3 separate regions of the Sus scrofa genome follow, and all the other regions are linked to region 1. A link is a contact called in public Hi-C and HiChIP or PLAC-seq data. All regions are on one chromosome and are shown on one strand. The core of a region is the stretch at or near the end of the contact, and the rest is flanking DNA. Distances in the headings are between cores, read along the strand shown.

The links. Hi-C and Micro-C count contacts between places; a contact is called where the count stands out from the background. HiChIP or PLAC-seq counts read pairs in DNA pulled down with a chosen protein or histone mark.
Region 2: an H3K27ac HiChIP or PLAC-seq map of skeletal muscle shows a contact between it and region 1. The contact joins the promoter of CLCN1 here to the promoter of GSTK1 in region 1. A contact is called at or near these places in 1 of 47 Hi-C or Micro-C datasets (blood) and 1 of 2 datasets of contacts at active chromatin or transcription factors (skeletal muscle).
Region 3: a Hi-C map of liver shows a contact between it and region 1, with 2.6 times the contacts expected there. The contact joins the promoter of CASP2 here to the promoter of GSTK1 in region 1. A contact is called at or near these places in 1 of 5 promoter capture datasets (liver), 14 of 47 Hi-C or Micro-C datasets (alveolar macrophages, blood, fetal heart ventricle and 9 more) and 2 of 2 datasets of contacts at active chromatin or transcription factors (alveolar macrophages and skeletal muscle).

The regions. Positions count from the first base shown.
Region 1 is chr18:6,997,314-7,001,513 of Sscrofa11.1, forward strand. GSTK1 (glutathione S-transferase kappa 1) reads right to left here and starts at 1,755. Exons shown (of 8, transcript NM_001315574.1): 1 at 1,539-1,755; 2 at 941-1,022; 3 at 624-752; 4 at 219-319. The coding sequence starts at 1,610. It overlaps LOC106508196 (a long non-coding RNA gene), which reads left to right and starts at 1,853. Exons shown (of 4, transcript XR_001304823.2): 1 at 1,853-2,052.
Region 2 is chr18:6,939,641-6,943,840 of Sscrofa11.1, forward strand. It overlaps CLCN1 (chloride channel protein 1), which reads right to left and starts at 1,890. Exons shown (of 21, transcript XM_021078562.1): 1 at 536-1,890. The coding sequence starts at 715.
Region 3 is chr18:6,963,854-6,968,053 of Sscrofa11.1, forward strand. CASP2 (caspase-2) reads right to left here and starts at 2,235. Exons shown (of 11, transcript XM_005657720.3): 1 at 2,018-2,235. The coding sequence starts at 2,091.

The DNA of each region.
Region 1 (4,200 bases), core at 505-3,004:
AGGTCAGGGAACAAGGCGGAGGGCAGGACCTAGTGGGCACCAGGTCAGGGAACAACAGGGAGGGCAGGACCCAGAGGGCACCAGGTCAGGGAACAACGCGGAGGGCAGGACCCAGAGGGCACCAGGTCAGGGAACAACGCGGAGGGCAGGACCTAGGGGAAGGTCACCAAGTCACACTGGGTATCCTCGCACGTGGGTTCCCAGAGCCCTGCGCTCACCCGTGACCAGACGCGCATCCACAGTTCCCTGGACACTTTCTCCAGCATCTCGGGGTGCTCCAGTTTCACGGTGGTGAGGAAGCGCATGGCTGTCAAACTTCCTGTGGGGCAGAGGCCCTCAGAAGTAGGGCCCTCCTAGCCTGCTTCCCATGGAAGACCAGCTCTTTCCTGCACCTGACACCCTGCAGTGCGCCATTGCCCTCAGCCCCCCACCCAAGTTTCTGGGAACTGATTAGTCCTGTTCTTCCTGTCCTTACGTCCCCACAACCTCGCTCAACTCTTATCCTGAGTTTTCCCAAGGTTTGTTGCACTTAACGTAGCACCTAAGCCTCTTCTTCCCAGCCTTGCGATCTCCAAATCTACTCCTCCCCACTTGATGCCCCATCTATATCCCATGTTTTTCACCTTTTCCAAGGATTGTAGAGAAGAAATCCTTGGGGAAGTGGATGGGAACCTGGAGATGGTGTCCCAGTCGCTTAATGTCCTCTTTCATGTACACAGCTTTGCGGGGAAGCATAGCTGGTGGCTGGTTTCCTGAAAATGGACAGTTAGGCTCACTGGTAAGAGACACCTAAGAGTCCCAGGCCCGGGGGACTCCTTCCCAGGCTTTGGGCAGAGGGCATATTACTGGCTGCTGCCACCAATATGAAACTCCAGTGGTAGCGCCTATGGGTCTCTGAAGTCAGTCTTCCCTCAAATCCTTGGAGAAAACGCCTTCCTACCGCTGTCTTTTAAGATCCCTGCAATTAAGCTTGGGCACAGCTGCAGGTTGACATTCCAGATGTTCTTGTACCGGCACAGGATCTGCAGGAGAGGAGGCGAAGATGGAGAGTGAAAGATGGGCAGTGAAAAAGGCTGAGGGAAGGGAAAGGTTCGTAGTAATGACCAGCCAGAGGCTACACGTGCAGGGAAGGGCTTAGGAGGAGGCCCTAAAGTGCTTGGTTTGAAATGGCAAAACTCTCTACGCCTAGAAATCCATCCCAGGATCTTTGTGGACAGTTTTTATCTGTTCTGCACGCTACCCCGCAAAACTGACATCTGAGGGCTAAGAAGTGGCGGTGCCATGGATTTCTCCTACATTCTCTGGAGCTGTTCCTCTTTCACTGTAGGAAACCCCTACTTTAGAATATAAGGGCTCTCCCTGGAGCCAGCGATCGTATCCTGTTTACCGACACAGTGACCTTCAGCCCTGGCTCTATCAACGTGTCTTAAACGCGCCGGGCAGAGCCAGGAGTTTCACAAGACTGCGGTTCCCGCGCCCCAAGCTCGCCCTTCCCTCTGCTCTCCAAGCCCCGGCTGAAGCGGCTCCCCAGGCGTCACCTCGAAGGCCAGCCAGGAGTAGGGGGACAGCACATCGTAGAAAAGCTCCACGGTCCGCGGGAGAGGCCCCATGCTGCAGCCGGACAACTGAGAAGCAAGCGCGGCCCAGCAAGCCGAGCGTTGATCGTTCCCTTTCTCCTGCGCGCAGCGTCCAGGCCGCGGCTCCAGGCGCAGAGTGAGGACGGGCCCCACCTTCGGCCCCGCCCCGATTCCCGGCCTCCCCGGGGTCAGGCCCCGCCCCGCCCATCCGCCCCGCCCCGCCCATCCTTCCCCGGAGCCCCGCCCCCGGCTCGGGGGACAGCCCCGCCCCGCCTCGCCCGCCCCGCCCTGGCCGCGCAGCCCGCAGCGGGCAGAGTCGGGCTGGCTGTGGGGTGCCCTGGAAAAGCGGAGAGCGCCCGGGAGGCGAGGGTGAGAGGATATCCCCTGCGGAGCGCGCCGGTGTGGTGACCCAAGCACCTCACGGTCACCGCCCTGCCCTGCAGTGGAGTCCGGGGCAAACGGACGTAGTTTAAGGGTGAGTGCTGGCCTCTCACTTAGCTGTGAGCCTCTGGCAAGCCCGTTGACCTCTCTGAACCGCAGTGGCCTCCTCTCTCGTAAACATAGGCATAAAAATAGGGTTTACATAATAATAACACTGCCTTATTCAGGCTTGTGGGGAGTGAAAGGATTACGATTCACCTCAGCTTTTAGTGTTACTTGGCAATTGCAAGACTTTCTGGGACTGGGCAGAGTAAGAAGTGACCCAATGATAATTTTTTTTGTATTTCTCAAGAGTTTAGCACAATGTCTGGAGTATATTTGATAACCAATATATTCTGAACGAAGGAGAGGATACCTTACTGCAGCGGTAATTGGAGGGATAATGAGGAATAGTCTGTTGTCTTCGTACTTGTAAATATGTCATATTGTCTTCTTTTTTTTTTTTTTGGCTTTTCTAGGGCCGCTCCCGGGGCATATGGAGATTCCCGCATATGGAGGTTCCCAGGCTAGGGGTCGAATCAGAGCTGTAGCCGCCGGCCTACATCAGAGCCACAGCAACAGGGGATCTGAGCCACGTCTGCAGCCTACACCACAGCTCACGGGAACACCGGATCCTTAACCCACTGAGCAAGGCCAGGGATCGAACCTGCAACCTCATGGTTCCTAGTCGGATTCCTTAACCACTGCGCCACGGCAGGAACTCCTGTCATATTGTCTTGTACTTGAATTACATTTATTGCAAAGAAACAAGTTTAAAAATTCCATTTAATTTTATTAAATTATTCTTAATATTACTAATTTTATGAATTGGAAAACTTACAAAGATTCCACTCATTTGTATGCATTGAAAAACAACCCTAGGGAGTTCCCGTCATGGCGCAGTGGTTAACTGAATCCAACTAGGAACCATGAGGTTGCGGGTTCGGTCCCTGCCCTTGCTCAGTGGGTTAACGATCCGGCGTTGCCATGAGCTGTGGTGTAGGTCGCAGACGCAGCTCAGATCCCGCGTTGCTGTGGCTCTGGCGTAGGCCGGTGGCTACAGCTCCGATTCAACCCCTGGCCTGGGAACCTCCATATGCCGCGGGAGCGGCCCAAGAAATAGCAACAACAACAACAACAAAAGACAAACAAAACAAAACAAAACAAAAAAAACCCTAAGACCATCAGAATACAAGGATACAGTGTAAACCTTTAAACTTTTACACAGAACATATAAAATGGAATGAGAAATGATGTTATCTTCACCCACTTTCACATTAAACTAATTGCATGATGATCAGTGAAACTAAATTATTGACATTAAAAAACTGTACTTTGTTTTTCTTCAACAGTGTTAGTTTAAAAGTATCTAAGAGCTAATTTAGCTTGGTCATAAGATTTTAAAAGTTGATCATCACTTTTATTTTAAAACCTTTATATCTGGAAATCATTTTAGACTTACAGAAGAGATACACAGGGAGTACAAAGAGTTTCTGCATTTCCCTCATCCAGCTTCTCCTAATGTGAACATTTTGTGCATATATAACTATCAAAACTGGGAAATTAACTGGATTACAGACTTCATTCCTATTTCACCATTTTTTCACTAATGACCTTTCTCTGTTCCAGGATCCAGTCCAGGATACTATACAGCATTTATTTTCTTCTTCTTCTTCTTTTTTTTTTTTTTTTTTTTTTGCTTTTTAGGGCTGAACCCACAGCATATGGAAGTTCCCAGGCTAGGGGTCCAATTGGAGCTACAGCTGCTGGCCTACACCACAGCCACAACAACTTGGGATCCAAGCCGCATCTACAACATACACCATAGCTCATGGCAACACCAGATCCTTAACCCACTGAACGAGGCCAAGGATCGAACCTGCATCTTCACGGATCTTAGTCGGTTTTAATTACTGCTGAGCCATGATGGGAACTCCCCACATCGCATTTAGATGTCATGTCTCTTGAGTCTAATCCTATCTGTGCACGTTTTTGGCTTTTTCTTATATTTTATGATCTTGACACTTTGCAAAAGCATTGGGCAAGTATTTTGGTTTGGGTTTGATGTTTTCTCTTGCCCAGGCTGGGGTTATGGATTTTGGGAAAGTGTACCACAAAAGTGAAATGCCCCTCTCCTCCACTTCAGTCAGGCCGTTCCTGACATAAACCTGACTTATTACCAGTGATGCTGACCGTGACCACT
Region 2 (4,200 bases), core at 640-3,139, 58 kb before region 1:
TTAATCCCCGCCTGAAGGTTTGATCACATTTCTCCTGCTGACGGGACCCTGATATGCAATTCAGTCCCTTTTCGCCACTTATCCCGCCCCTCTTCTGCCTTCTGCAGGGGTGTTGGTGTGTGTGTTCTGTTGGGGGCGGAGAGGGGCTCGTCTGGAGGTGTCCGCATGCGGGTGAGCGTGTGTCAACTCACACACGCAGAGGTGTGGGCTCCCCTGCCAGTCACCTCGTGTGGGTTATGTAAGCACGAGCCTGTCGTGCGTGTGGGGTTCTGCTGCCTCCCCACAGGATCCGGGGGCTCTGTTGGTAAAGCTTGTGTTAAAAGTCCGTGTGTCTCACACAAGTGCACACTTAGCTGAAGCCAGACCTTTGCAGAATGTCCATATTTTGGACATGTTACCGTGTACTTGAAATTAAAAAGATCACACTGCTCCCTCTTTTTGCTCATTTCCCCCAATCCATGGCACGCACAGCCCTCTCCTCAAAGTCCCCTCGAACCCCCGCCCCCTCCCCCGCTCCCACCCTTGAGGACTTTACCTGTGTGGGGTGGGCACTGGGTCGGGGTCCCGCATCCCTCCGGAGCCTGTGCTGAAGGCCCCCGTTCTCAGAGGGCAGTCCGTAGCTGGTGCAGTGTTCAAAGGGCATGTACTGGTACTGGGGGGCACTGCCCCACCAGCTTTGCTCGCGCCCACGCCGCTGGGACTCAGAGGGCTCCATGCTCCCTCCCCGGCCAGGCCTCGGCCTGCTGGCCCCCGCCCTCCCCGCAGTACAGCTCCTTAGGCCGGTCCTCCTGCCTGTCCCCAAGGCGTCTGGGGCAGCATGCCCACCCCCAGCTATTTATAGCCATCTCGCCGTCACATGACCCCCCCATTGCCACATCTGATCTGCTTGGGGTCGAAGCAGGTGTGAGAGCCGTGCGGGGGAGGGGTGGGGACGAGAACCTGCGGGGCAGCCCCACAGGGAATTCCCTCAGCGGGGCCAGCAGCACTGTCCCCCTCCTTAGTCACCAGGAGGCTTCTAGTCCCAGGCCACCGGTCCCTCTATAAATACCTCCCAGACCAGGATGGGAAACTGGTTCACACGCCCTCTTCAAACCTGTCTGCTCCCCAGACTGCACCTCTGCGTCCCTGGGGAGGTGAGGACTGGGGAGCCAGATGGCATGCCTCTAGGGTCTGGAAATGCGGGGGGCAGAGGGGGAGGGGCTCACCTGGGGGAGCAGCTGGCACCTGTCCGCCACCGGTCCCTGTGGGGTGGCTCCCAGCTCCGTATCTTCCTCCAGTTTACTCATCGGTCGGACCAGCTCCCCAATCCAACCAGTGGTGAGTTTTCTCCTCCAGCGCTGCCTTTTCTGTCTGCCAGAGGCTGCCAGTGATGCTTTGGGGCCATGCCCTTGACCCCAGCTTTATCACCCGCTGGGTGTGGGGCAGAGGGCAATAGCCTTGGCTTCTGGCATTTCTCCCACGTCCCAGACTGATACATGCCCGCCACGCCACAGCCTGGATGTACAGGGAGGGCTGAGCTTCCACTTAGACTGTGGAGCAGCCCTTGGGAGCCTGTCAGCACAGGTTAGATAACAGGGGAGAAGGGGAAGTGGGAACGGGGGACACCAGGGAGGGAAGGGAGTGGGCATTGCTCGTGATGAGTCCGACAACATAAAAGATGACAGGGAAGTACTCTGCTATTCTTCCCGTTTCAGGTCAATAAATAATTTTTGGCCAAGGCCAAGCTACTCCATCTGGCATCGCACTTTTTTAAAACCACTTTTCCTAGGACAGTCTTTTCCCTGTGAACTCTTCACTACAGAAACAACGTTATGGGAGTTCCTGTCATGGCTCAGCGGGAACAAACCCAGCGAGTATCCATGAGGATGTGGGTTCCATCCCTGGCCTTGATCAGTGGGTTAAGGATCTGGCATTGCTGTGAGCTGTGGTGTAGGGTGCAGACTTGGCTCGGGTCTGGCAGCTGCAGCTCTGATTCAACTCCTAGTCCGGGAACTTCCCTAGGCCGTGCTTGTGGCCCCAAAAGACCAAACAAACAAACAAAAGATTACAGAGTGCCAAAGTGCAATTACATTCTTTGGGGAGGGGGCTTTAGAAACAGAGAAGATTTGGAGTTCCCGTCATGGCTCAGTGGTTAACGAATCCGACTAGGAACCACGAGGCTGCGGGTTCGGTCCCTGGCCTCGCTCAGTGGGTTAAGGATCCGGCGTTGCCGTGAGCTGTGGTGTAGGTTGCAGACGCGGCTCAGATCCCGCGTTGCTGTGGCTCTGGTGCAGGCTGGCGGCTACAGCTCTGATTTGACCCCTAGCCTGGGAACCACCATCTGCCGCGGGTAGAGCCCTAGAAATGGCAAAAAGACAACAAAGAAAAAGAAACAGAGAAGATTTTCACCCCTTTGTGGAGTATGGCTCCCCTGAAGGTAACCAGCTTTTGTTGGGGCTTGATAACCCCAAGCAACAATTGTCTAACACGACTACCATGTCTTCACAATTCCTGAGAAAATCAGGTCCAGATGATGGATTCTGAGATTTGAGGGCAGCGCTCATGGGCACTGAGAAAACCCGCACACTCCACCAAGCCACCCCGAAGCACCAGCCGCTATTCTAAAAAGCAGGTTCTGAAATGAGAGGGTCGAGGAATCGTACATCTGCTAGCGCTGAAGGGCAAGGACTGGAGGGCAATAATTCTGAGCATGAAATCAGAACTGGTTCAGATCTCATGAGTGGCGTCCCCGCTGTGGTGCGATGGGAGCAGTGGCATCTCTGCAGCACCAGGACACAGGTTTGATCCCCAGCCTGGCACAGTGGGTGTTGCCCCAGCTGCAGCGTAGGTTGAAACTGCCGCTGGGATCTGATTCCTGGTCTGAGAACTCCTTAGGCCACAGGTCAGCCTTAAAAAAAACAAAAAAAAAAAAGAAGAAAAAAAAAAATCACTGGATAATATGCCATCAGGCTCTCTTTCAGGGGCTTTCCGTCATGGTTTTCCTTCTGCACATCCAGCGTAGCACAAAACCCATGACCACCTACTTTCTGAAACTTTCCCCAGGCAACCGAAATCTCCTATAAACACACTTTCTCTTTGTAGCTGTCCAAATGTAGCAGTCATTTCTCCTCTACTGTGTACTGGGCCTTGCCTTCCAGATTCTTCAAAAATCCTTGGCCCTCTGGGAGTGCCTGTTGTGGCTCAGTGGAAACGAATCCCACTAGTATCCATGAGGATGCGGGTTCGTTCCCTGGCCTTGCTCAGTGGGTTAGGGATCCAGCCTTGCCGTGAGCGGTGGTGTAGGTCACAGATGTGGCTCAGATCCCACATTGCTGTGGCTGTGGTGTAGGCTGGCAGCTGCAGCTCTGATTCGACCCCTAGCCTGGTAACTTCCATATGCTGCAGGTGCAGGCCTAAAAAGCAAAAATAAATAGTAAAATAACATAACATAAAATAAAAATAATAAAAATCCCTGGCCTCTTCCCCATAGCACTGGACAGGGCTCTTTCTCCCTCTTCCGGATTTGTGCACAGGTTATACTTTTTCCCTCTTCTCTGCCCAACAGAAGCTAAGGTGGAATAAAGTCCTGGGTCTTAGGACCAAGCTCAGCTCCTTCTTGGCTTCTTCTCCTAGCTCGGTGGGAAAAAGCGATAGCCCCTGAAGGCGGGGGCAGGAGTGGGGAGAAAGTCTCATGCTAGGAAAAAAATAAACAGAAGCAATACTCTTCGTTGAGAGTGTGCACTGAAGCATCATCTCCCACCCTGGCCTCTCTTTCTTCAGAACGACAGTAACTTAGAGGGTCATGGAGAGAAAAGAATGCACACGAAAGCTAAGCGTGACTGCCCCGAAATAAGCTCCGAATGTCAGCTGTGTCATTAAAGCAAAGCTCATTCTTGGAGATGGGCGACGGCATCCGAACGCGGCCACCCCGCGTCACCACTCTGCATTGCTGTGCTTCATCCTCAGAGGGACTTTTAGGAGAACAGCTGTTTCTCCATTTTTAATTGCTTTGCTTTTTAGGGCTGCACCCGTCGCACATAGAGGTTCCCATGGTAGGGGTCACATCAGAGCTACAGCTGTCGGCCTACATCACAGCCACAGCAACACGGGATCCGAGCCTACACCACGGGATCCGAGCCTACACCACAGCTCACGGCAACGCTGGATCCCAGACACACTGAGCCAGGCCAGGGATTGAACCTGTCTCCTCATGGCTACTAT
Region 3 (4,200 bases), core at 985-3,484, 33 kb before region 1:
GCAGATGCAGCTCCGATTAGACCCCTGGCCTGGGAACTTCCATATGCCGTGGGTACAGCCCTAGAAAAGACAACAAAAGAAAAAAGTAAACTGTAAGTTCCAGTGACAAAATGATGTTAGAAATGACCAGAATCTGGAGTTCCCGTCGTGGCTCAGTGGTTAACGAATCCGACTAGGAACCATGAGGTTGCGGGTTTGATCCCTGGCCTTGTTCAGTGGGTTAAGGATCTGACGTTGCCATGAGCTGTGGTGTAGGTTGCAGACATGGCTCAGATCCTGCGTGGCTGTGGCTGTGGTGTAGGCCAGTGGCTACCACTCTGATTCAACCCTTAGCCTGGGAACCTCCATATGCCGCGGGAGCAGCCCAAGAAATGGCAAAAAGAAAAAGAAATGACCAGAATCCATAAAGAACTAAGTAAAAAGTCTGACAGTCATGTCTGAAACTGCATTTTAATTTCACGTTCTCCGTTCTATTGTAATACTCGTTTACACCAAACCTTTAGTAAAAACCTGCTACAACAACACACTCTAAAGATATCAAAAACCTCACTTATGAATCATCTTAGGCGTTCCCATCGTGGCTCAGCAATAATGAACCCGACAAGTATCCAAGAGGACATGGGTTCGATCCCTGGCCTCACTCAGTGGTACAGGAGCTGGCATTGTGTACAGGCTGCAGCGGAGGCTTGGATCCCATGTTGCTGTGGCTGTGCACTGGCCTGCAGTTGCAGCTCTGATGTGACCCCAAGCCTAGGAATTTCCATATGCCGTGCGTGTGGCCCTCAAAAGACAAAAAAAAAAAATCACCTTAGAACACACGAAAGCAGTAACAATGAGACAAGTGTGAACTCTGGTTAAAAATAAGTGTTGAAAGGTCAACTGTAAGATGACATCACAACTGGATACTAGGTCTTTCCTCAGGATACAGACAATGCAGGGTAAGTTTCCTCAGTTTTTCCTCCCTAAAGTCCCAGGAGCATTTTCTCCTTACAACTTTCTCCTCCCCCGGTTGCCAGGACACCACTGTCTTCAGTTCCCCTCTCTGCCTTCTAGGTCATTTCCTTCACAGGACCTCTGGCCTGCCCTCACATGCTGCTCTTCCTTTAGGATCCCCCCTCAAAAAGCCTCTCCCTATTCAATCTCATCCATACTCACCATTCACGCACTGACTCTCAGTTCTTAACTCTAAATTCTCAACTTAAACTTCCAATCAGTAACCCAAGAGATTTAATCTGAAGTATTATCCATTCTCCACACACCTTCTCCTTCCTGTATTGCACGTTCTGGGGAGAGTCTCAAATGTGGACGTTCCACAAATAACCACAATTACCTAGAACTTTAGGACTGATCTGGAAAGGGAGGAGGTGGTGCAGAATCACAGGGGAGATTCTTGAGTCTTGATTCTGTGTCCTTCTGCAGGCTCTGCACCCAAAGTCCTCAATCAACTTGGGTCTGAACCAGGAAACATTAAAATATGTTATCCTGGAAAATGTGTGTCATGAAATGATAAAACTAGAGCACTGGCGGAGACACACTTGGAGCCTCGGGCACCTCCCGGTCTCAAAGCACTCAAACTCCAAAAGCTGTGCTGAATGCCCTGCACATCAGGCCATTACAGTCAACACAATACGGGTCATGATATATTCCATCCCAAACAAATGCACATCAGGCAGGATTCCGAGGTCTGCAGGTTTAAGTTTAGTTCCTCATAAAGGAGTTGAAAACCTCATAAGGGGAAAGAAAGAATGACGGAGCTTTAAGAGAAGCCACGATCTGGCAGGAATGGAAAGATCTTACCTTGTTCAGACGCCCGGGTAGAAGAAAAAGAGAGTCAAGGCCAGAAGACCCACCCGCCCGCGCGCCCCCGGGGGCCCTGCCCCGCCTCCCACCCTAGGCAGGAAGAGCGGACGCCGCTTTTCCAGGGGTTTAGATCGGGGGGCGCCAGGGCCACACGCCAGAGGCCCGAGCTCCCGTCCCTGGGTCCAACCAACGACCCCGGGGATCCTCCCTCACTCACCTGCGACCCCGATCAGCGGCCATCAGCCCCTTCTGCTGGAGGGCAGGTCCGGAGGCCGCGCTCGGCGCCGCCATTCCCCGCTTTTCCCGCGCACCGTCCGCGACCCAAACAAACCGCGAGCCTTCGCGTCCTCCGCATCCCTCCCCCGTCCGCCCGCGCGCTAGGCGCCTGCGCACTACTTCTCCTAGCTGCACCCCCGCGCCGGCCGGCGGGGCCGTCGGCGGGGCGCGCGCAGGCGCAGAGCCCTCGAGTTGAAGCGCCGTCCAATGGGGTGAGAGCGCCCTCTTCGGAAGGGGAAGGACGGAGCCGCCCCGCCCAGCGTGGGCACCCCATTGGCCGTGGGTTCCCGCGGAAATCACGCTCCCGCCCCAGCACCGCCCGCCGGGCCACACCCGCCTATTGCAAGAACTCGGTGGACATGGGTGTGGCCGGACTTTTCACTCCATCGAGTTTAATTGCTGGGACCCGGGTAAGGAAGACGTGGAGAGCGCTAGGAGGCGCTGTAGACAGGTCCCCGCGCCCGAAGATGACCGACTGAGTAGGGCGCGCGGGTCAGTGCCGGTGGAGCGGCTCCCAGGGGCTAAAACCTACAGCACAGGTGCAGCACAGGAGTCCAGAAAGACAGATATGCTTTTTGAATCTGGGGAAGCAGGGCAGGGGGCCTGGGGCAAAACCCTGGCGGTTAGAGCGCAAGGGTGAGGCTGAAGCGAGTAGAGTGTTTCATAATAGATGATTCAAAAAAGATCCTTACAGGGAGTTCCCCTTGCGGCTCAGGGGCAACAACCCTACTACTATCCATGAGGATGCGGGTTTAATCCCTGGCCTCGCTCAGTGGGTTAAGGATCCCGTGTTGCTGGGAGCTGTGGTGTAGACCTGCAGCTACAGCTGTAACTCACAACCTGGGAACTTCCATATATCACAGGTGTGGCCCTGAAAAGACAAAATAATAATAATAATAATAATAATAAAAGAGGGCCTTAGATACTCCACCACCCCAGCCAAGAAGCTCATGTTTTACATTTTATTTTATTTAGGGCTGCCAGGAATATAGAAGTTCCCAGGCTTGGAGTTGAATCAGAGCTACAGCTGCCTGTCTACGCCACAGCCACAGCAATGCCAGATCCCAGCCACATCTGTGACCTACACCACAGCTCACAGAAATATGGGATAACCTGGCTTCTGTTGCCTTGTATTGAAAACACATGGGCTTTCATGTTGGGGGGGAGGGTGTATTGCTGGCTGAGAATGCTGAACCCTTACCAGTTGATGTAGGTCCCCACAACTTTGGGTCTTTGGGGAAAGAATTTGGCAAAGAGACTGAGGGTAATGAGGCAAGTAAGTATTTGAAGAGAGATGAGAAAGAAGGTGCAGGGAGCACTGGCAGGCTGGGGGACCCGGATGGGGGTGGAGGGAGAAAAAAGACTGACAGAGCAAGATAGGAAGCGAGAGACACATGCTTTGGAGATCCTTTAAGTCACTTGTAGGGGGACAGTCCTTCCGGGCTTCCTCTGGCCTGTCATCTTGCTTTGTCTGGCTTTTGCCTGACTTGGGGCCCTGCCCTCAGGGTGGATTTTAGCACAAGGGTCTTTGGGAAGTTGACCGGATGTACTGTGGTCTGGTGCCCCTCCTTTCTCTGTCCCTGGGGAACCATTCTGCCAGTGTGTAGTTTCGGAGAAAATGAGAAATAGATGGTCTCTATCTTTTATCCAAGTAGGAGCTTTTATCTTGAAGTTATCTATCCACAGGGAACAGATTACATTTGCTCAACCTGGGACCCTGCTTCAAATCCCCCCTGAGAGATGTGAACCGCAGTACATCTTTATTGGGAAGATGAAGGGCTATGGTCTATCTTCAGTAGCTTCTTCAGGTGGCAGGGGGCTCGCAGACCCTACATAACTGGGGCATAGAACTCTCGCCCTGTCTTGTCAAGGGATCCCAGGGTGACTTTTCGCTGTTATTCAGACAGGATCTGTTTTATGGTGTGGCTGGGTTCCCTACATCACTATTATCCTCTTAGGAAAACTGTTGTAATCTGAAAGAGGCAAATTTAACAGGCAGATTAAAAAGTCGAGGCCAAAGGTCAATAAAAGAATTATTGTAACTGGAGGCTCAAGCAGTGGTAAGAACCAGGTTATGTTTGGTAATATTTGTTATTATAGTTCAGATAGTTAGTGCTTGGATTA